Regions from separate parts of the Ovis aries genome. Here region 1 is linked to region 2. Evidence: chromatin contacts called from public Hi-C data. All regions are on one chromosome and are shown on one strand. Each heading gives the region's core, a stretch centred on a gene start, on an enhancer-like site or on the middle of the called end of the contact. The rest is flanking DNA. Distances are from core to core; before and after follow the strand shown.

Evidence for each region. A called contact is a pair of places that touch in the nucleus more often than the background predicts.
Region 1: a contact with region 2 is called in a Hi-C map of muscle, with 7 times the contacts expected there. The contact joins the promoter of MRPL13 here to the promoter of DSCC1 in region 2. A contact is called at or near these places in 9 of 16 Hi-C or Micro-C datasets (blood, hypothalamus, liver and 5 more).

The regions. Positions count from the first base shown.
Region 1 is chr9:94,715,220-94,718,463 of ARS-UI_Ramb_v3.0, forward strand. MRPL13 (mitochondrial ribosomal protein L13) reads right to left here and starts at 1,554. Exons shown (of 6, transcript XM_060394005.1): 1 at 1,501-1,554. The coding sequence starts at 1,527. MTBP (MDM2 binding protein) reads left to right here and starts at 1,831. Exons shown (of 22, transcript XM_027973275.3): 1 at 1,831-2,000; 2 at 2,927-3,007. The coding sequence starts at 1,889.
Region 2 is chr9:94,209,151-94,212,382 of ARS-UI_Ramb_v3.0, forward strand. DSCC1 (DNA replication and sister chromatid cohesion 1) reads right to left here and starts at 1,569. Exons shown (of 9, transcript XM_027973268.3): 1 at 1,328-1,569. The coding sequence starts at 1,497.

The DNA of each region.
Region 1 (3,244 bases), core at 304-2,803, 510 kb after region 2:
GATCAAACCCACAATCCCTGCATCTCCTGAACCGGGAGGCTGATTCCTTTACCACTGAGCCACCTGGGAAGCCCCCTGAACTATACACTTGTATTCAACAGCCCACCTGGTGTACACACTATAGTGTTTTTAAAATTGTATGTAGCAGAAGACCAGTTTTTCCCCAAGGCATTACAGACCAATACTCTGATAGGAAAAAAAAAAAAAAAAACCAACAAAACCTTGATAAGGCAATTAAAATGCTGCCCCAACGTCAAACTGCTCCAGTTCTTTTTAATGGTTAACTTTAATTCCTGTATCTCTTTCATCAGGGGCAGGTAACAAAGAGTTCAAGGACGGAATCTCACCTGGGGCAGGACCAGGCTAAGAGGCATCTTAAAGCAACATATCCAAAACCCAACCCTGCTCTTCCTCTGAAACCTGCTTCAGTCCCAGCCTTCCCTGTCTCAGCTGATGGACGCTCCCTTAGATTGTTGAAACAAAAAAACCTTGGATTAGTCCTTGGTTTTTTCTGCTGCTGTCGGCCACACAGTCCTTCCAGAAATCTTACCGGTCCCACCTTCACACGGAACGTGACCAGTTTTCACCGCTACACAGCAACTGAGCCTGGCTCGCGCCCCCGGCATGTCTAGTCTGGATTATTGCGGCAGCCTCCAAACAGATTCTTTGCTTCTGCCGTCCACCAATTCCCATTTCTGAACAATTCGGTCTTAACTCAGCAGTCGGATACTCCTTGTAACACTTAAGACAGATCAGGTTACTACTTGGCTCAAAACCCTCCAAAGTGAAAGTCGCTCAGTCGTGTCTGACTCTGCGACCCCATAGACTATACGGTCCATGGGATTCTCCAGGCCGGAATACTTTCCTGGGGATCTTCCCAAGCCAGGGATCAAACCCAGGTCTCCAGCACTCCACCATCTGAGCCAAGGAAGCCCATTGAACTGCATACCTGCGCTGAATCGCTCAGTCGTGTGCGTCTTCTCTGCGACCCCACGGACGGCAGCCCACCAGGCTCCTCTGTCCGTGGGATTCTCCAGGCAAGAACGCTGGAGTGGCTGCCATCTCCTCCTCCAGGGGATCTTCCCCACCCAGGGACCGCACCTACGTCTCGCGTCTCCTTGCATTGGCAGGCTGGCTCCTCACCAGCTGAGCCACCCGGGAAGCCCAAACCTCACCTTCCGCCACCCCACGGCGGCCCTTATTTTGCACAAACTCTTCCAGTGGTCCACAGTGCCCTCGGAGATCCACCTGATTAGCTCCCTGACTGTCGCCCTAACACCGCTCCGGGGTGCGGGGAGACCAGAGCAGGGGGCTGACTGAAAGCGCCGAAGTAGGGGCACCGAGAGCGCCTCACGAAGTGGTCAGCTGCGACCCTCGCCTGCGCTTTATCGCCGCATCTCCGGGCCTAGGCGCCTGGCTCCCCATCCGCCTCGGCGTCGCCAAGTCCGGCCGCCTCCCGCCACAGTGAGGAAGCCCGCCACGCCGGGGGCGCAGCCTCACCTGCGGCGCCCTGGACAGACTCGCCATGCTCCCGAGCGGCGGCCCCGCGCTTCCGCCAGGGCCTGGGGCCGCCGCGCATCACGGCCCGGCGGGAAACGCGCGGAGCTGCGGGGGACGGTTCCTAGGCCAGCATGCCTTCGTCTGCTTCTCCGCGTTTCCCACGTCTCTTCCCGGCTTCCCACCACAACCATTCCGTCAGGAAGCCAGCACACGATGCGGTAATTGAGAGAATAGCCCCCGCCAGTCACTCGCCTGCTGGAAAGGGCGCGGAAACCGACGGGGGGCGGGCCGTTTCCCGCCGAGCCGAAGAGAGCGCGCCGGAAGTGCTTCAGGCGCGCGGGCGGTTTGGACGGACGCGGGCGCCTGTGGCGGCCGCTCGCGCGGAGGGATGGATCGGTACCTGCTCCTCGCGGTCTGGGGCGAGGGCAGGGCCGCGGCGGCGGCGAGCCCGGGCCGTGGGCCCGAGGCCTCGCGCGTCGAGGGCCCCGGGAGGCCGCCGGGTAGGCGCCGAGCGGAGAAAGCGCGGGAGCGGCTCGCGGGGCGGAGAGCACTCTGGGGACCGGGTTTTCCTGGGGAGGGCGGGGCGGAGGGGCCGCGGGGAGCCGGGCGCCGTCGGGTGTCGGGCCGCGGAAGGTGCCGCCCGCGCGCAGAGCATCGGCCTGTCGGGCCGAGGAAGGTGCCGCCCGCGCGCGGAGCGTCGGCCTGTCGGGCCGCGGAAGGTGCCGCCCGCGCGCGGAGCGTCGGCCTGTCGGGCCCGAGGAAGGTGCCGCCCGCGCGCAGGACAGGGCCAAGGTTCCGGGTGCCGCCCGCCCGCGCTCGGAACTTGCTGACACAGTTAGAAAGTTCTCGGGGCCTTGGAAATGGAATTTCTGCTCTTGAGACGTGTATGCATTCAGTAGGCAGTTCTGCCTCCTGTGTGCCGAGTGCGAGTCAGACGGAAAGCAGCGAGACGGAAAGGGCTCTTACTCTCCCGGAGTGTACATCGTCGCAGGAGGAGGCATTCCGCACGCAGAATAAGTTAAAATACAAGCGACAGATTTAAGACGATTCTGACCGTTTTTGCACCCTTTTTGATGCCCCTATCTGGAATCTGTTGTATTTTATTTAGTTTGTTTTGATGGCGAGGTCTTTTGAGGAGGAAGTATATGTGGCTGTGTACAGAGTATTGTAACAGGATTTCCCACCCATTGGTTTAAAATTTATTTGGTGGAGGGAGATTTTGGATTTGTGTTAACTGGCAAGCATGTGCAAGCCGGGAACTTACCTATTCTCTCTGCTTGCTTTGGATTTATTATGTGAAAATTCGAACAGAGTGTAGACCTTTTATGTATCCTATGTTGTTCTGGAGAGGCTCTGATGGTGAAATTGGAATTGGTTTACGTTGTGTAATTCTTGAGCCCAGCTGAGTTTGATTTTTCTTTCTCAGACTTAAGAGCAGCAAATGTTTATCATCTCCTGAAAAGAAGCATTAGTGCTTCAATTAGTCCAGAAGATAGTACTTTCCCTGGTAAGTACAACATAAACCGTTCTTTTCACTGGCGTAGCATTTGTATTGGAAATAAATTTAATTAGTTTGCTAACGTGAGAGTCCAAAAAACATTTGTTTTTTTTCTTTGTTTGCTTCTGGGGGGGGTATTAATAATGTCATTTAATATTTTAGCTAAATGTATTTATAGGAAGATATTAGTGCAAAGCTATAATGCATTACCAATTAACACAGAATATATAAATATTTCTGTAACAA
Region 2 (3,232 bases), core at 319-2,818:
CATTCTGGTTTTTGCCAGCTAGATTAACTATAACTGGACAAAGCAGGTGCTCACACCTGAAGTCTCTTCTCAAAGTCCTGCCAACTCAGCTGAGATGAAAACCCAGTGATACTTCTGTCTCAGCTCCCTGAGAGACCCTTCACTGCTAGCATCTGAAGACTAGCCTATGACTATAATAAAGTTTGACGAGTAAAGCAAGAAAAGTGAAAGCCTAAAGGCAGCATAATTTTAAAAGAAAACAAATGTATTTATTTAGCGGCACCAGGTCTTAGCCGAGGCATGTGGGATCTAGCTCCCTGATCAGGGATCGAACCCCAGTCCCCTGCCTTGGAAGCACAGTCTTAGCCACTGGACCCCCAGGGAAGTCCCCCAATTTTTAAAAGCTTACAAGATAACAAAGGTGAAAGTCACTCTAGTTGTGTCCGACCCTTCTAGACTCCATGGCCTGCAGCCCACCAGGCTCCTCTGTCCATGGGGTTCTCCAGGCAAGAGTACTGGAGTGGGCTGCCATGCCCTCCTCCCATCTTCCCAGCCCGGGTCTCCTGCATTGCAGGCCGACTCTTTACCACCTGAGCCACAACTATAGAATAAAATACAGGCGCCAGCGGAACAGCAGTGCAGAAGAGAGTTAAACAAGAACGCCTAACTCCTCTTTTTCCGGGACTGCACAAAGTTGAGACAGAGAACGGACTTCTCCTGCATGTTTTTTAACCCACGGTCTCGCAGCAAATGTGTAGCGGACCTAGAATTAGAAAACAGCTTCAGATTCACAGTGCTGACCCCAAGCAATTTTTTTTTTTTTTTGAGGGCCTTCCACAATTACCTAATCTGTTAAAAAAAAAAAAAAAAAAACTTTTAAACTTCCCCCAAAGTCCTGGCTACAACCTGGGTAAAATAAACCTACGAAGAAGGCGAGAGGAACTCCGTAAATGTTGACACTACCGCCGGGCGTCACGGTAGCACGCCGGCGCTCGGCCTGGGCGCGCGGCTCGGGAACACCCCTCGGCTTCCGCGCAGCCGCTTCCGGACTCGCGCCCGCCCGCGGGGCTGCGAGGTCAGCGCGGCGGGGCCGCCCGCTGGGTGGGCCGGCCGCCCCGCTGGTCCCGGGCGAGGGGGCGCGCGGGCTCCTCTCTGGACTCCCCGCCCGCAGCCTCCGGCGCAGAGCGGGCTCCTCTCTGCGCGCCCCCCGTCCCCCGGTCCTCTCTGCACCCCCTGGTGTCCCCCGACCTGCGCCCCCCGTCCCCGGGTCCTCTCTGCACCCCCTGGTGTCCCCCGACCTGCGCCCCCCGTCCCGGGTCCTCTCTGCACCGCCCCCGTGTCCCCCCACCTGTGCCCCGCCTGCAGCCGCCCGCACAGCGCGGGCTCCAGCTCCAGCAGGCACACGTCGCCGGCGGCCGCGGGCCCGAAGCGCAGGCAGTGCGCGGCGGGCAGCAGCTCGGCCGCGTCCAGCTTGGCGGTCTGCAGTGTCGCGTCCACCTCGGCGCGGGTCCTCTCCATCGCCGCCGGCGGCCTGGGGGCGACAGAGCCGAGCCCCGACGCGGGGAACGGCGCGGGAGAAGCGCGGCCTCTGCCGGCGGGGCGGGCGGGCGGGGCCAGGGGCGGGAAGGGGCGGGGCCAGAGGCTGGAGGGCGGGGCGGGGCGGGGCGGGCGGGCGGGCGGGGCCAGGGGCGGGAAGGGGCGGGGCCAGAGGCTGGAGGGCGGGCCAGGGGCGGGGCGGGAGGGCGGGCCAGGGGCGGGGCGGGAGGGCGGGCCAGGGGCGGGGCGGGAGGGCGGGCCAGGGGCGGGGCGGGGCGGGGCGGTGGCTCACGCGCGCCCGGCGGCCGGGCGTCCTCGGGCGGGGCCGAGACCCCGGGGGCGGGGGCAGACTGGGCGGTCCGGCCCCGCCCCGCCCCTCCGCTGCGCCGCGGCCCCCGTTTCCCGCCGGGACCCCGCTCTCCTGGCCGTCGGCACTGCGGCGCGCGGGCCTTGACATACGCGTTTTGGCCGCATCATCGCATGAATCTTTCAATACGTGAAGGGCTTCGCTGGTGGCTCAGCTGGTAAAGAATCCGCGTGCATTGCGAGAGATCTGGGTTCGATCCCTGGGTGGGGAAGAATCCCTGGAGAAGGGAAAGGCTGCCCACTCCAGTATTCTGGCCTGGAGAATTCCGTGGACTGTATAGTCCATGGGATCGCAAAGAGTCGGACATGCCTGAGCGACCCTCGCCGACCTAACCTTCCCCGCGTGCGCGCTGCCGCCCAGCCGGGCCGGACTCTGAGTGACCGGTGGACGGGCCCCAGGCCCCTCTGCCCACACTGCTCTGCTCTGGCCTCAGGTGGGCTCCCGATGCGCCTCTTGAGGATGAAGAAGGCGAACCTCTTCCATTGCTTGGGCGTTTCCGTTCTGTAAAAGAGCCCAGAGATTCGGCGATCCCTTGCGGGGGAACCAGGGCTCTGCCCCAAGGCTGCGCTGTCGCTTCTGGGCTGTTCTCTCGTCTCTTCATCCGCTCCCATCCCCAGTTAGCACCTGTTGGAAAGGCCTCCCTGCCCAGGAGCTCCGCAGAGCCCTGCTCCGTTTCGCCGTCCTCCACCACGGCCCGGTGCCGGTGGATCGGCTTTTCTACACGTCAGGCGAGCAGTTCGGTTTGGTAACAAGATCACCCCGCGAGAGAGGGATGTGCAGCTGAAAATTCGACTGAAGATGCCGCTGCTGCTGCTAAATCGCTTCAGTCGTGTCCGACTCTGTGAGACCCCATAGACGGCAGCCCACCAGGCTCCTTCGTCCCTGGGATTCTCCAGGCAAGAATACTGGAGTGGGTTGCCGTTTCCTTCTCCCGACCGAAGATGAAACCTCACCAAATATTTGAGGCTGAAGCCTTTCAAGATATGCCTCCCTGGAGGAAAGAATTGCACGTGGTACGAGAAACAGAATAAAGTAACGTCTTGCAAAGCACATTACCTTGTATTTAGTTAAAAATCACTTTCAGATAACGAAATTACTATTCGTAGCAAGATTTATTTCATTCTGTGGGAGCTACAGTAGCTTAGATGTTTAACGTCACATCTTTTATTAGTTAAACTTTTTAGGCTTTGCTTGTAGAACAGTTAAAAATTTCCCCACCAGATGGAGGTAGTGTTCCATATCACAGAGTAGCCTGCTTTGCCATTTTGTTCTTTGCTTTAGAAAAGAGAGTAAATATTATTAAATATTTACTGAGTCAAGCGCTCAGCTGTGTATCCCATATGCGTTATC